2 separate regions of the Rattus norvegicus genome follow, and region 2 is linked to region 1. A link is a contact called in public Hi-C data. All regions are on one chromosome and are shown on one strand. The core of a region is the stretch at or near the end of the contact, and the rest is flanking DNA. Distances in the headings are between cores, read along the strand shown.

The links. Hi-C and Micro-C count contacts between places; a contact is called where the count stands out from the background.
Region 2: a contact with region 1 is called in a Hi-C map of Schwann cells, with 7 times the contacts expected there. The contact joins two enhancer-like sites. A contact is called at or near these places in 2 of 12 Hi-C or Micro-C datasets (Schwann cells and prefrontal cortex).

Annotation. Positions count from the first base shown.
Region 1 is chr19:36,380,090-36,386,261 of GRCr8, reverse strand. No RefSeq gene overlaps it. Among named protein-coding and RNA genes, the nearest start is that of N4bp1, 13 kb to the left of the region's middle. Within about 2 kb of position 2,526, at least 12 of the 93 cell types and tissues checked have an H3K27ac peak or open chromatin away from gene starts, as enhancers often do. A contact at or near this core is called in Schwann cells, where this site is marked.
Region 2 is chr19:36,640,789-36,647,023 of GRCr8, reverse strand. Lonp2 (lon peptidase 2, peroxisomal) reads left to right here. Exons shown (of 15, transcript NM_001399196.1): 8 at 834-975. Among named protein-coding and RNA genes, the nearest start is that of Lonp2, 28 kb to the left of the region's middle. Within about 2 kb of position 3,738, at least 2 of the 93 cell types and tissues checked have an H3K27ac peak or open chromatin away from gene starts, as enhancers often do. A contact at or near this core is called in Schwann cells, where this site is marked.

The DNA of each region.
Region 1 (6,172 bases), core at 1,277-3,776:
TGGAATATATACAAAGGGAAGGATGAGGGGAGGGGACTCCCTCTATGTAGCTGTGGGGAAGCCATCATTCTTGCTGGGTACAGACTTTCCAGGGTGGCTGTGTTGAGGTCACCTATGCTTCTGTCTGTAACCTTCCATCCCCTGCTCTTGTAAATAAGCTTAATAAACTCATTGTTTGCCCCGAGTGAACTGTGATAGTATTGTTCCTTGGTTTGTTATGAGCCTTTAAGTGGAAGTTACACTGTGTTTATATCTACCCCAGGAAGGAATTTTAGCAACATTTCCTGATGTGGAATTTTTCCCTAGTTGGGATTTTGCCAGTCTATTGAGTTTAAAGAAAGAGACATGGCTTGGATCAAACTAGTGATGATTTAGAATCTTTCTTCCACATGCACAGACCCAGATATAGACATGGACAGACAGAAACACACACAGGATGCATTGTGCACCTCCTCTAATGAATTGTAACCATGCTGGCAAAAATTAATATATTCTAAAGAGACTTCTGTGTCCCTCATCTGACTATCAAATCATTAAAACAATGGTCCCTAAGAAACTAGAACTCCCTAGTGGTTTGAGTAAAAAATGCTCTCCGTAGGCTCAAATATTTGAATGCTCAGTCACTGGGGAGGGGCACTATTTGCAAGGGTTATATAGGAGCTGTGGCCTTGTTGGAAGAATGTGTCATTGGTCAAAAGCCCATGCCAGGCCTAGGTTCTCTATGTCTGCCTATGGATCACAGTGTAGCTCTTAGCTGCTGTTCTAGCACCTGCCTGCATGCACCATGCTCCCCACCATGCTGATGATGGAATAAACCTCCAAAACTATAAGCAACGCCCCCCAATGAAATGGTTTCTTTCATCAGAGTTGCTTTGGTCATGGTTTTGCTTCACAGTAACAGAACAGTGAATAGGACAACTTCTCTTCTCAATTTTAAAGAATTATGTTTTCAAAGACGAAATTCAGAACTTTTATTGACCAAAGATTGACCAAAGAAATTAAACAGGGAAACAGTATAAGAGAGAGAGAGAGAGATACACAGGCTACAAAGGCCACCCATATATTGGAGAAAGCCCCAACACACACACACACACACACACACACACACACACACACACACACACACACACACACACACACAGAGGGAGGGGGGTGCCCAGGACAGGGGGAGAGGGAAAGAATATAAGAGCACAGAATGGTGGGGTCTTGAGCCAAAACCTTGGTACACATGACTGATGGTTCTGGCTATTAGTTGGGAGTTTTGTGCTGTCAACTATGGGTCTTGGTCCCCTTCTACATGGTTGCTTAGGCTTCCCCTTGGTATGGTAGTATAATTTATTAGCCCTTTCGTCATCTTATAGTAGAGAGTACTCGGACCAAGAATCCATGGCAACTAACTGAGTGGTGTTCACTAGGTCTGTGGCAATAGTCGAGCTGATAACACTCCCTGGTAGTGTAACAGGACTGTCTGGCAGAATGAGTCTATTCTAACGAGATGCCCGTGTGCCACTAAGCAAGGCCTCAAAGTCATCTTTTTTTTTTTTTTTTTTTTTAAGATAAACTTTTTTTTTTTTCCGGAGCTGGGGACAGAACCCAGGGCCTTGCCGTTGCTAGGTAAGCGCTCTACCACTGAGCTAAATCCCCAACCCCTCAAAGTCATTGTTAACTGATTTTTCCCTCTGCCCCTATGTAAGACCTCTTTTTTTGCCTTTGCCACCCAGGATTTAGAGAAGGCCTAACTGTAAGCAGTTCACTGGAATCATCAACTTCACGGCACAGAAACTCCTCCCCCTCTTCTGCGACCCATAGGAGGGGATCCCACTCTGCCTCATGGGCAAACATGGTCCAACGCAGTTTGGTCATACATGGACTTATCCCGCTCTTCTAGCTAGCATTTCCATGACTCCTTTTATGAATGAATGCTAAGTAGCACAGGGCATCCGTTAGCTAAACCTGCTGCTCTCTCATGGTAGAGGATATCCACTGCACTTTTCTTTGGAGACCTTTAATTTAAGAGTAGGGACTTTTGTCTTGTGGTGGTAGGGCCTATAACTCTCTGAGCTCATATCCTTGCTGTGGCCAGAGTTCTTAAAGATCTTTTACTTAAAAATGATGATGACAATGACAACAACACCCCTCCCCCCCCCCCAAAAAAAAACCCCAAAACCAAAAACCCTTAACCCAAATGTATAATACATTGAGAGACTGACACAAGCCCCAGACAGGGACCACGTGTCTACCTGGTAAAGGTAGAGGGTGTGAAAAAGTGATAAAGTAGCTTTGTGAATCAGAGAGAGAAATGACAGGCATATATAGATACCCTCCACCTACTTCTATTTCTAGAACCCTTCCATGAGCTGAGTGCAGAAGATTTTATGTGCAGGTTTCCCACAGTGGGGAGGCTAAGTTTGCCATCCTTAATGACTCAGTAGCTTTGCTCCTGCCCACCCCTAGAGAGCTCAGTCTTCCCAGGAGAGGAGGGTGTGTCAGGAGAGGGGAAGGGCCACTAGAGGCACAATGCTAACTATGGGGACCGGAGAGGAAGGTTACTCATCACAGCAGAAAGGGTTCAAACAGTCAGTACTGCGGAGATTACCCTGGGCCCTCCTCCCAGTACCCTGTGTACTCACTTTATTTTATGTTCAAACAAATGAGTTTTCAGGCTGGGCCTTGCCCATTTGACAAGTAAACCTTTAACTCCGTTTTGAGGGTGGACCCACGAACAGTGTTGTCTGGCACCACTCACACAGCCTAGACTGATAAATGACTTCTGAGCAGAGAGGGTGCCACCTTACAGTTATCAGGGTGAGTTAAGATTGCAGGGCACACAGGCTGGGATCAAGTCGCCTCAGGGAAACCAAGCCTGTGACCTTATCAGACACCAGCCAGAGGACAGTGTAACTCTCACCTGAACCCTGTCATCTGATAACAGTTGTGTGTCAGGGACTGAAGGGTAGAAAACCATCACTGAGGCCTCACCTCAGTCTGGTCCCTGCTGGTTTTGTTGTCTTCTGCAATCACAATCGTCACCTGCTCAACTACCTGCTTGGTCATTTGGACACAGACCTGGGGTTCCCACTGAAGTATAGCCTCTGTCTCTGCAGCTGACGCCATCTTCACTGTTAAGCCTGCCTCTCCTGCAGCCTGAATCCAAAGGAACGGTTTCTTCCTTCTGGCTTGTTTGCATTTGCTGTCTTATCAACACAGACTCTATTTACATTTCTATCAGCCCTCCTCTGAAACTGTTGAATTTTGCAGTCCATACTCTGCCATTGCAGGAGAACTATTGTCTTGGGAGGGGGGAGTGGTCCTCAACTGTAGGCATCTAGAGTGTGTGTGTGTGTGTGTGTGTGTGTGTGTGTGTGTGTAGTTTTTATTCATTCTCCAAACCACATAAACACATAGAAAGGCAAGCAGATGTATTTACTGTGTGCTGTGTGCAGTGAAAGCTAACATTAGGAATTAAGCATTCACCTGGACAGCTTACTAACGCAGGTGTAAGTATCTGCCGTTCAAAACACTGTTCCTTGTGAATTTATTGTTAACTAGCAAATTCCGACTTTATGGAAAGACACAAACATACTCACCTGCTTCTGGCTTTTCTTGTTCAGGAAAGGGACCTTCATGGTAGACAGGATAGACGTCCGGAGAGGACGTGAGGCAGAGCAGGTGGGGTCATGATGGCCTCACTGTGCCTGAAGAGCAAGAGGTCTGTACCTGCAGTTGGGTGAGGGAGGAAGGAGAGCAGGGGGCTATTGAGAGGTGGGCAGAGACCAGAGCTGTATGCCTTGGATGCAGTCCTGGGTGGTGGACACAGTTACTGATAACTCTCTAAATCATGGGAGTCTGCAAGGGCCAATGTTCTTGTAGACATTCTTGTTTGGAGCGGCTAGCGGTCAGAAACCTTTCTTTGTTTCTTTGTAGCTTTCTGCCTTTCTTTTCTTTGTTTCTTTGTATCTTTGTTACTTTCTTATCAAAGGCAGTTAACTTTTCCTTTCGCTTTGTACCAGTTAAGGGGACACAGCAGACTGTGATGTCTGACTCCGATCAATGAAATGAGACAGTCACCAACCCTGGCAAGAATAAAAAAAAAATAGCCATTTTAGTGAGAGAGTTCACTAGTCTAGTTGGAGTTCTAGTGCACCCTTTTTGCAAGAAGAGAAATTGCCTTGTTAAAATTGGTTTTACTTTGCTCCTGTGTTCCTCTGTGTGACACCAAGATGACTGATCTTCAACACAGATTTCAAAATGACAGCGCTGTAGTTTACAACATTCGTGTTTTGGTGGTTTTTTTTTGTTTATTTTGCTATAGTTTTGTTTTGTTTTTGTTTTTTAAGACACAGTCTCATTATGTAGCTCTAGCTGGCTTGGAACTTGCTATGTAGACCAGACTGACTTCAGACTCACAGAAATCCACCCTTGAGTGGTGGAATTAAAATTGTACACCACCACGCCTGGCTTAAAGATTTGTTTTTGAGACAGTTTCACTCTGTAATTCAGACTAGTTTGGAACTCACTACATAGCTCAGGCTAGCATTAACTTCAGGACAATCCTCCTGCCTTAGCTTCTTAAACACTGGCATTACCTGCTATGAAGTCCATTTGATAAATTTGACTTTGCAGAGGAAGGCGTGTCTAGCTGAGGACAAAGGGCTGCTGTCACATAGATGAGGCTTCTGGAGTGACACACTATGAACTGTAGTCAGCCCAACACCTTGCTGGTCACAGATGGCTTTAGAACTCAGAAAATAGCCAGCCAAGGGATACCTGCATTTGTGACTTTGATGTAGGCTACTGAATTAGTCGGGGTTCTCTAGAGGAAGAGAAGTGATAGAATGAGTCTCTCTATAGAAAAAAGGGACTGAGAATGGCTTGTGGCTGTGCGCTAGCTAATCTAACAACAGCTGACATCCAACAGAAAGTCTAAGAATCCTGTAGTCATTCAGTCCAGGAGCCTGATGTCTCAGCTGGTCTTCGGTATGCACTGGAATCCTGAAGAAGTAGACTTTAATGTCAGCAAGCGAATGGACTTACTAGCAAGGCAAGAACAAACAGGCAAAGATCAAAAGGTTCCTCTTTCCATGTCCTCTACATCAGCTGCCAGAAGAAAGTTTGGTCCAGGTTTAAAATGGTTCCTCAACAATGGCAACCAACCAGAGCTTCCAGGGACTAAGCCACTACCCAAAGACTATACATGGACTGACCCTGGGCTCCAACCTCATAGATAGCAATGAATATCCTAGTAAGAGCACCAGTGGAAGGGGAAGCCCTTGGTCCTGCTAAGACTGAACCCCAGTGAACTAGATTGTTGGGGGGAGGGTGGTAATGGGTGGAGGATGGGGAGGGGAACACCCATATAGGAGGGGAGGCGGAGGGGTTAGGGGGATGTTGGCCCGGAAACCGGGAAAGAGAATAACAATCGAAATGTAAATAAGAAATACTCAAGTTAATAAAGATTAAAAACAAAAAACAAAAAAATGGTTCCTCCCACCTCAAAATAAATAAGTTCTCTTGCTCTCTTGCCTTCTTGCTCACTTTATCCTCTCGCCCCTTCCCCCTCTAATCTCATTCCCCTCTCCCCTCTCTCTCCACATGCTCATGGCCGGCTTCTCTCTCTCTCTCTCTCTCTCTCTCTCTCTCTCTCTCTCTCTCTCTCTGCCTTTCTCTGTCTCTACTTCCCTCTCTCTTCCCCTCCCCATGCCCTGAACAAACTCTGCTCTCTACTATACTGTCTTGTGGCTGGTCCCTAAGGGAAAAGTATGCCTCAGCATGGACCTGCAGAGGCACCCCTCTCCCTCCACCTGACTACTCCCCCCCCACTACTCCCCCCAACCTGACTACTCATCCACCAAACATATCTCCTCTCCCCTTATCTTTTTATAAAACACAACAATTTGGCGTCGTGACTCGGATTTAGAAACTCTGCAGGTTCACATCTCCCCTGTTACCCCAGGGAGAGCCAACACTTGCTAGCCCAAACTTCAGAGAACTGCTTAGGACAGAGACTCCCAAAGCCTAACAGACACCTCCCTCCCCCCCAAGATCTCAGAACATAATGAACACAGCTACAGGAGACTGCCTGGATTGTGGTGTGAAAATCACTGAAAAGCACCACCATTGTCCTGCCTGGGCTTGGTCTACACTGTGGACAAATTGAAGAGTCTCCAGTTTA
Region 2 (6,235 bases), core at 2,489-4,988, 260 kb before region 1:
ATGTAACTGCTGCTGTTCCACTCACTGCTGATCATTCCCTTGCATGCAGACAGCCCTTGAAACCTCTCAGAACCAACATCTGCTCTCTGCCTGGTGAGGCAAGGCTACAAAAGAAACCAGTAGAGAGCTGAGGAAGGCTTGCCAGCTCCGTGAGGGAGAGGCTCCTCTTTCAGTGGTGTAAACATGCTTACATCTGCTGTAATTACATAAGGACTCTGACTCAAACGTGACAACACAGCCTCTGGCTTTTGCCCCCAGTAATACAGGCCTGGACTGAGTTACACCATTTAGTCCATGTGGGGCAGGAGCAGACCAGGGTAATGGAGTCTTGGTATAAGTACCGTGTACCTCAGGTCTACTTACTGTAGTTAATATCATATCATTGCTTTTAAAAACAGGAGATTTGTATCTTTCTCCCTCGACCAGAACTGTGTGACTTGCAATTCTTCCAATGTCGTGGGCAACTTGCAGTTACTTAGAATCAAGTAGAAAATTAGAATAAGCCTAACACCTTTTTTAAAAAAGATTTATTTATTTTATGTATGTGAGCACACTGTAGCTGTCCTCAGACACACCAGAAGAGGGCATCAGATCCCATTACAGATGGCTGTGAGCCACCATGTGGTTGCTGGGAAAATTGAACTCAGGACCTCTGGAAGAGCAGTTCTTTTAACCGCTGAGCCATCTCTGCAGGCCGAACCCAACACCTTGTTGACATATGTTCTGCTTTACATACATGCACAGAGCTGCCTTCCTGTGCTGGTAAGGGCTAAGGACTTCCTCTCGGTCCTGTCTGCTCTTGGTCCTCACAGCTGTTACTTTGCTCTCTGCAGGCGCACCTATGTGGGCAGCATGCCCGGCCGCATCATCAATGGCTTGAAGACTGTGGGGGTTAACAACCCAGTGTTCCTTTTGGATGAGGTTGACAAGCTAGGGAAGAGCCTGCAGGGGGATCCTGCAGCCGCACTGCTCGAGGTAAGGCCTAGAAAACGCCCATGAAATCATACGTGAGTATGAGTGAGCATAGGCCATATCTAAGTCATGTACAGATTGAAATCAGTAGAGCACAGACTGAAGTCTGGAGCTAGTTACATCTACATAAAAATCACAGACGTCTTCCTCTTTGTGATGTCTTTTTAATTTTTATGAAGTAAAATAAAATTTTAGACATGGCTTGTTCTTCACACAGTAGTAGTGAAGTCTGCTGCAGAAAGAAAGTATAAAGTCCCAGGGCCCGGCCCGCTCCTGTGCTTTAGCCTCCAGAAGGCTTTGTTAATTTGCTCCATTTTCTAAACAGCTTGACTTAGCCAGGCACAGTGGCACATGCCTGGAGTTCTTGCTAGTCAGGAGACTGAATTCAGTGCCAGACTGGGCTACATAGCAAGATCCTGACGAGAAAAGGTGAAGCAGTGGCTGGGAAGGAGCAGAAGAGGGAGTTCAAGGCTGCAGAACAGAACTGCTGTATCTGTACAAACTCTGCTAAAGGAAACTGAGGCTTTCTCCTTCACTTTTTTGATTCCATGTCTTCCTTTATAAATTGTTACCTCTTTTTTTAGTTACCTTATTATTGGTTGTTAACATTTACAGATTAGGGCTGGAGAGATGGCTCAGAGGCTAAGAGCACTGACTGCTCTTCCAGAGGTCCTGAGTTCAAATCCCAGCAACCACATGGTGGCTCACAGCCATCTGTAATGAGATCTGATGCCCTCTTCTGGTGTGTCTGAAGACAGCTACAGTGTACTTATATATAATATAAATAAGTAAATAAATCTTTTAAAAAATAGATTTAAAACAATTATAGATTATATGGTCCCTTTTCAGAGCTGAGCCGGGCAGGAGGTCCTGTTCTTTTTGTTTTCTTATGCCTGCTTTTAAAAACGAATGTCTCTCTTCTGTGTACTTCACCGTTTGTCTTCTGTTCTCAGGACCAGCAGGCACTCAAGTGATGTAGGTTTTATCATTGTGAGTTTTCAGGTTGGAACCAGTTTTCTACTGTGGTACCTGAAGCTTCCCCGTGTTGTTCTTCACCTCTCACCATGTTGACTTCCCTGCTTCCCTATTCTGTGATCTGGTTTACCTCACTCTGTGCTATTAATTCAAAAGGAATGTCTAGAGAAAGCTTATCTTGGTGGTATTTTATAAATGCACATTTTAAAGCATCTTCATGTTGTCTCAGGCTTCGTTGATAATCTAACTGGGCGTGGAGTTCTTGTTGGAAATAATTTCTCTGTAGGGTTTTCCTTTGCCCCAGTGACTTCCTGGTTTCTAGTGTTGCCCTTGGTAAATCACTATGTTTATGTCCTGCTTTACTCTGAAAACTTCAGTGATGGTCCCTAAGAGACTTTACAAATGGCAGGGAAAACAATCAGGGTGATGTAGGAGTGAAGTTGGGATCAGCCCAATTTAAATTACTGGTGCTGGGTTAAGACTTTGAGAGTCTCACCTCAGCTCATACATTTTTGCCATATTTAAACATAGCACAATTTTGCTGAAAATTTTTCAGATAGCAATTAACTGAGCCTGGTGAGTAAAACAAGGCTTAAGATATGTTTACCTTGATTCTCTTTACCCAGTACAAATGGCTTCATCTATAAGAGGAGTTCTTGTTGACTTAGAAACAATGCTTAAGATACGGATCTAGAGGGGCTGGGGATTTAGCTCAGTGGTAGAGCGCTTACCTAGGAAGCGCAAGGCCCTGGGTTCGGTCCCCAGCTCCGAAAAAAAGAACCAAAAAAAAAAAAAGATACGGATCTAGAGCATTGCTTTTCAACTCTCCTAATGCTGACCCTTTTACAGTTCTTCGTGTTATGGTACTCCCAACCATAAAATTATTTTCATTGCTACTTCATAACTGTAATTTTGCTAGTTATGAATCCTAATGTAAATGTCTATGTTTTCCAATGCTCTTCAGCAACCCCTGTGAAAGGATTATTCAGCCCTTAAAGGGCTTGATGAGACCCACAGGTTAAGAACCACTGGTCTAGGGAGAATCAGTGGTCTAGGGAGAGTCAGTGGTCTAGGGAGAGTCAGTGGTCTAGGGAGAATCACTGGGCTAGGGAGAATCACTAAGGCAATTATAATCCCTGTATGAGTCAGGGTTTAGACATCACACAGGCTCTCTTACAAGGATGAGTCTTATGGCCTAGAAGTACTCAAGGTTGTAGAGGAAAGGGGTCTGGAATAAGTAAGACATAAATTCTGGGAGACACAGGCAGAGCCTGACCCATCAGACAACAAAGGATCACCAGGTTGTAGAACTTCATCCACTCCCACCATTCCAGGTGGGAGTCAGGTTAAACGTGTCTTTTTTTGAAGGATGCCTGCAAGTTTAACTTCCTGGCCTCTCCAGTGCTTATCTGCATGCACAAGCATGTTTTTGCCCTCTACAAAAACTTAGAGTCATCTCCTGATCTCAGTTTTCAGCTTTATACAATATAATATATATTTTATATAATGTATACTTATGTTTACATATAATAACCTACCTGTTGTGGGTCTGTTCTCAGACATTTTTACTGATTCTTTAAAGAATCTTCAAGATTTTCTCTTTTTTTCATTGTGAAAGATTTTTAGAAATGTTTTTGGTAGTCATTTTTTGCTCCTCTTTGTTAGAATTCAACATTTTATTTCTATTTTGTATATATGAAATTTTGTGGCACATATTTATACATATACTGTGTTTGTGTCTGGTGTCCAGAAGAGGGCACTGGATGCCCGTGACTTGCGTTAGATGGTTGTGAGCCACTGAGTGGCCGCTGGGAGGGATCGGGGTTGTCTGCAAGGGCAGCAAGTGCCCTAAGCACTGAGCCGTCCCCGCCCCCGCCACGGTGAGCATTAGTGTCATGTCTTCCCGTTCCTGTACTTCAGGTGTTCCTGTACTTCAGGTGTTCCTGTACTTCAGGTGTTCCTGTACTTCAGGTGTTCCTGTACTTCAGTCCTTTATTTTTCTGTTCTGCTTCCTGCAAGAACCTCTTCTGCTTTATCTTTTAAAAAAGAAAATTTCATGTTAGTCATTTCATAACGTCTCTACATATTCTTTCCTAGCATCCTGCTTTTGATACATAGAGGTAGTGTAAAAAGGGTATTGATACTTTTTCTTAAAAAAAATAATTTCCCTTCTCTTTAAACCACTTGTTGTCTGTATCTTGTATTCGAGTCTTTCATGGGACTTCTTGCCCATTTTCTGTTGTGTATTTGTATTTAATAGCAAAGAAGGAAAGTGCTGATTTTTAAGCTGTGAACCCAGAGCTGGAATGTGTTGACGACGCTCACAGCAGGGCCTTTAGCAAGCAAATCTCCATGTTGGAGATTCCTTAATCTCCTTAAGAGGTTTTGTTTACGTGTATGTGGGCATGCTCACACGTGTGGGGGCCCCTTGGAGGCTAGAAGAGGGCATTGCTTCCCACAGAGCTGGAGTTACAGGCAATTATGAACTGTTTGACATGGATACTAAGAATCAAACTGCAGTCCGTTGCCTGACCAGCACTGCAGTTCTTAACCACTGAGCCATCTTTCCAGCCCCCAGTGAGGTCTTTTAATGGAAATTCAGTAACCGCTAAATTCCAGTAGTGGGCGGGTTAAATTAAAATGTAAAAAAGAACTGCTAAGAAAACGACTAAGGGCTGTGGTAGAGTTGTACACATCACGTGGCAGCTGTGCACAATATGGATAATAAGGAAAGAAACAAAGTTAGAGAAAGTCAGAGCTGGGTGGGGGCTGAGGACCAGGAAAAGGCACTTGGGATCGCTTGACCTTGAAGGCCAGCACTAGGAAAAAGCAGGAGGTCTAGGGTGGGACTGATTCACCATCTATGTGTGTACATTTTCCAGAGCCGTGGAAGAACAGAACACACTCTTCTCGGCTGGGCCCAGTGTCTTGTCTCATCTCTCTCTTAAATTTTGAGACAGGGTTTTTCTGTGTAGACTGGACTGGCTGCAAACTCACAGCGATCCTCTTGCCTCAGCCTCCTGAGTGCTAGGATTGAAGTCCTCAAATACGGAAACAGACAGGGAGCTGTAGACAGTTAAACCACACTGGCTGATGGCTTCACCACTCTCTTCAGTTGTGCTGGAAACTAATTAGACACTGGGAGGAAGAGAAAACCCAGCCCCGAAAGCAGTGTCCATCTACATTTCTTCTTGAGCACACATGGAACACTCTCCTGGACAGGACAGATGCTGCACTGTGAATCAAGCTACAGTAAAGTAGAAAGGATAAACGCGCACTGTGTTCTCCTATAACATCACAGCAACTAGACGTCAGTGTGGACATTGGAGGAAGTCACAAACACATGGAAATTCACACACTCATGGGTAGTCAGCGGGCCACAGAAGATAGAAGAAAATTAGGAAATCATCTGACATGAGTAAATGAGAAGAAGACAGCAAAGTGAGTGCGTTCTACTAGAGGATAGTAGACTGTTCACAACACTGCTCAGAACCCGTACCTTACTAAGATACCAGTGTTTGTTATCCTAGAATATTGCCTATACTGTTTCTTAAATTTGGTGCTTATTAGAGTCCACTTTTACAAATATTTAAATTTTGGAAAAGTAGTATTTTGAGATCCTCTAGCTAACTTACGGATCCTAACAAAGCTACAGGAAGCTAGATGCAGGTGTGTGCATGATGCTGTCCACAGGATACTTCTGTACTGGAGGAGTGGCCTGTCACTGAGCTCACTGATCCTCCACTGGCTTCCTCAAAGGAATCTTGCTACTGGCAAACACCCTATGGCTCTTGTTAGACCTCTAGCCACTTTATGCCTGGGACCTGACCTTGTGTTCTCCCAGTGGTATCTTTAGGGAAAAAAACATACTAGGGGTATCTCCTAGTCTGCCCTCAAGGGAAGGATCAAAGTTTCTATACCACCACAGTAGAAAAGTAGTTCAGATTTGGCTAACAAATGGTGGGCAAGGAGGGCCCCACGAGACAGAAGGGGAGTCCTATCTGGGTCACAGCGCCTTGCCTGATCATTTATGGCACAATCTTATGACTTTGTAGATTCTCAGTAGTAAATACACCAGAGCTTTGAAAACACAGCAACCGTCAAGCATCTTATTCCCCAATTTTTTTCTTTTAATGTTCATTTTGTTTTGTGTGTGTGACGCCAGGATAGAATTCAGAACCTCGAAAGTGCTGTACAGATTTCTGCCACTGACTACATCCCTGACCCTCTTGTAGGGTTTTTTGGTGGCCTTGTTAGTCCCAGCTGGTATTACTGTATCAAGCAGCTG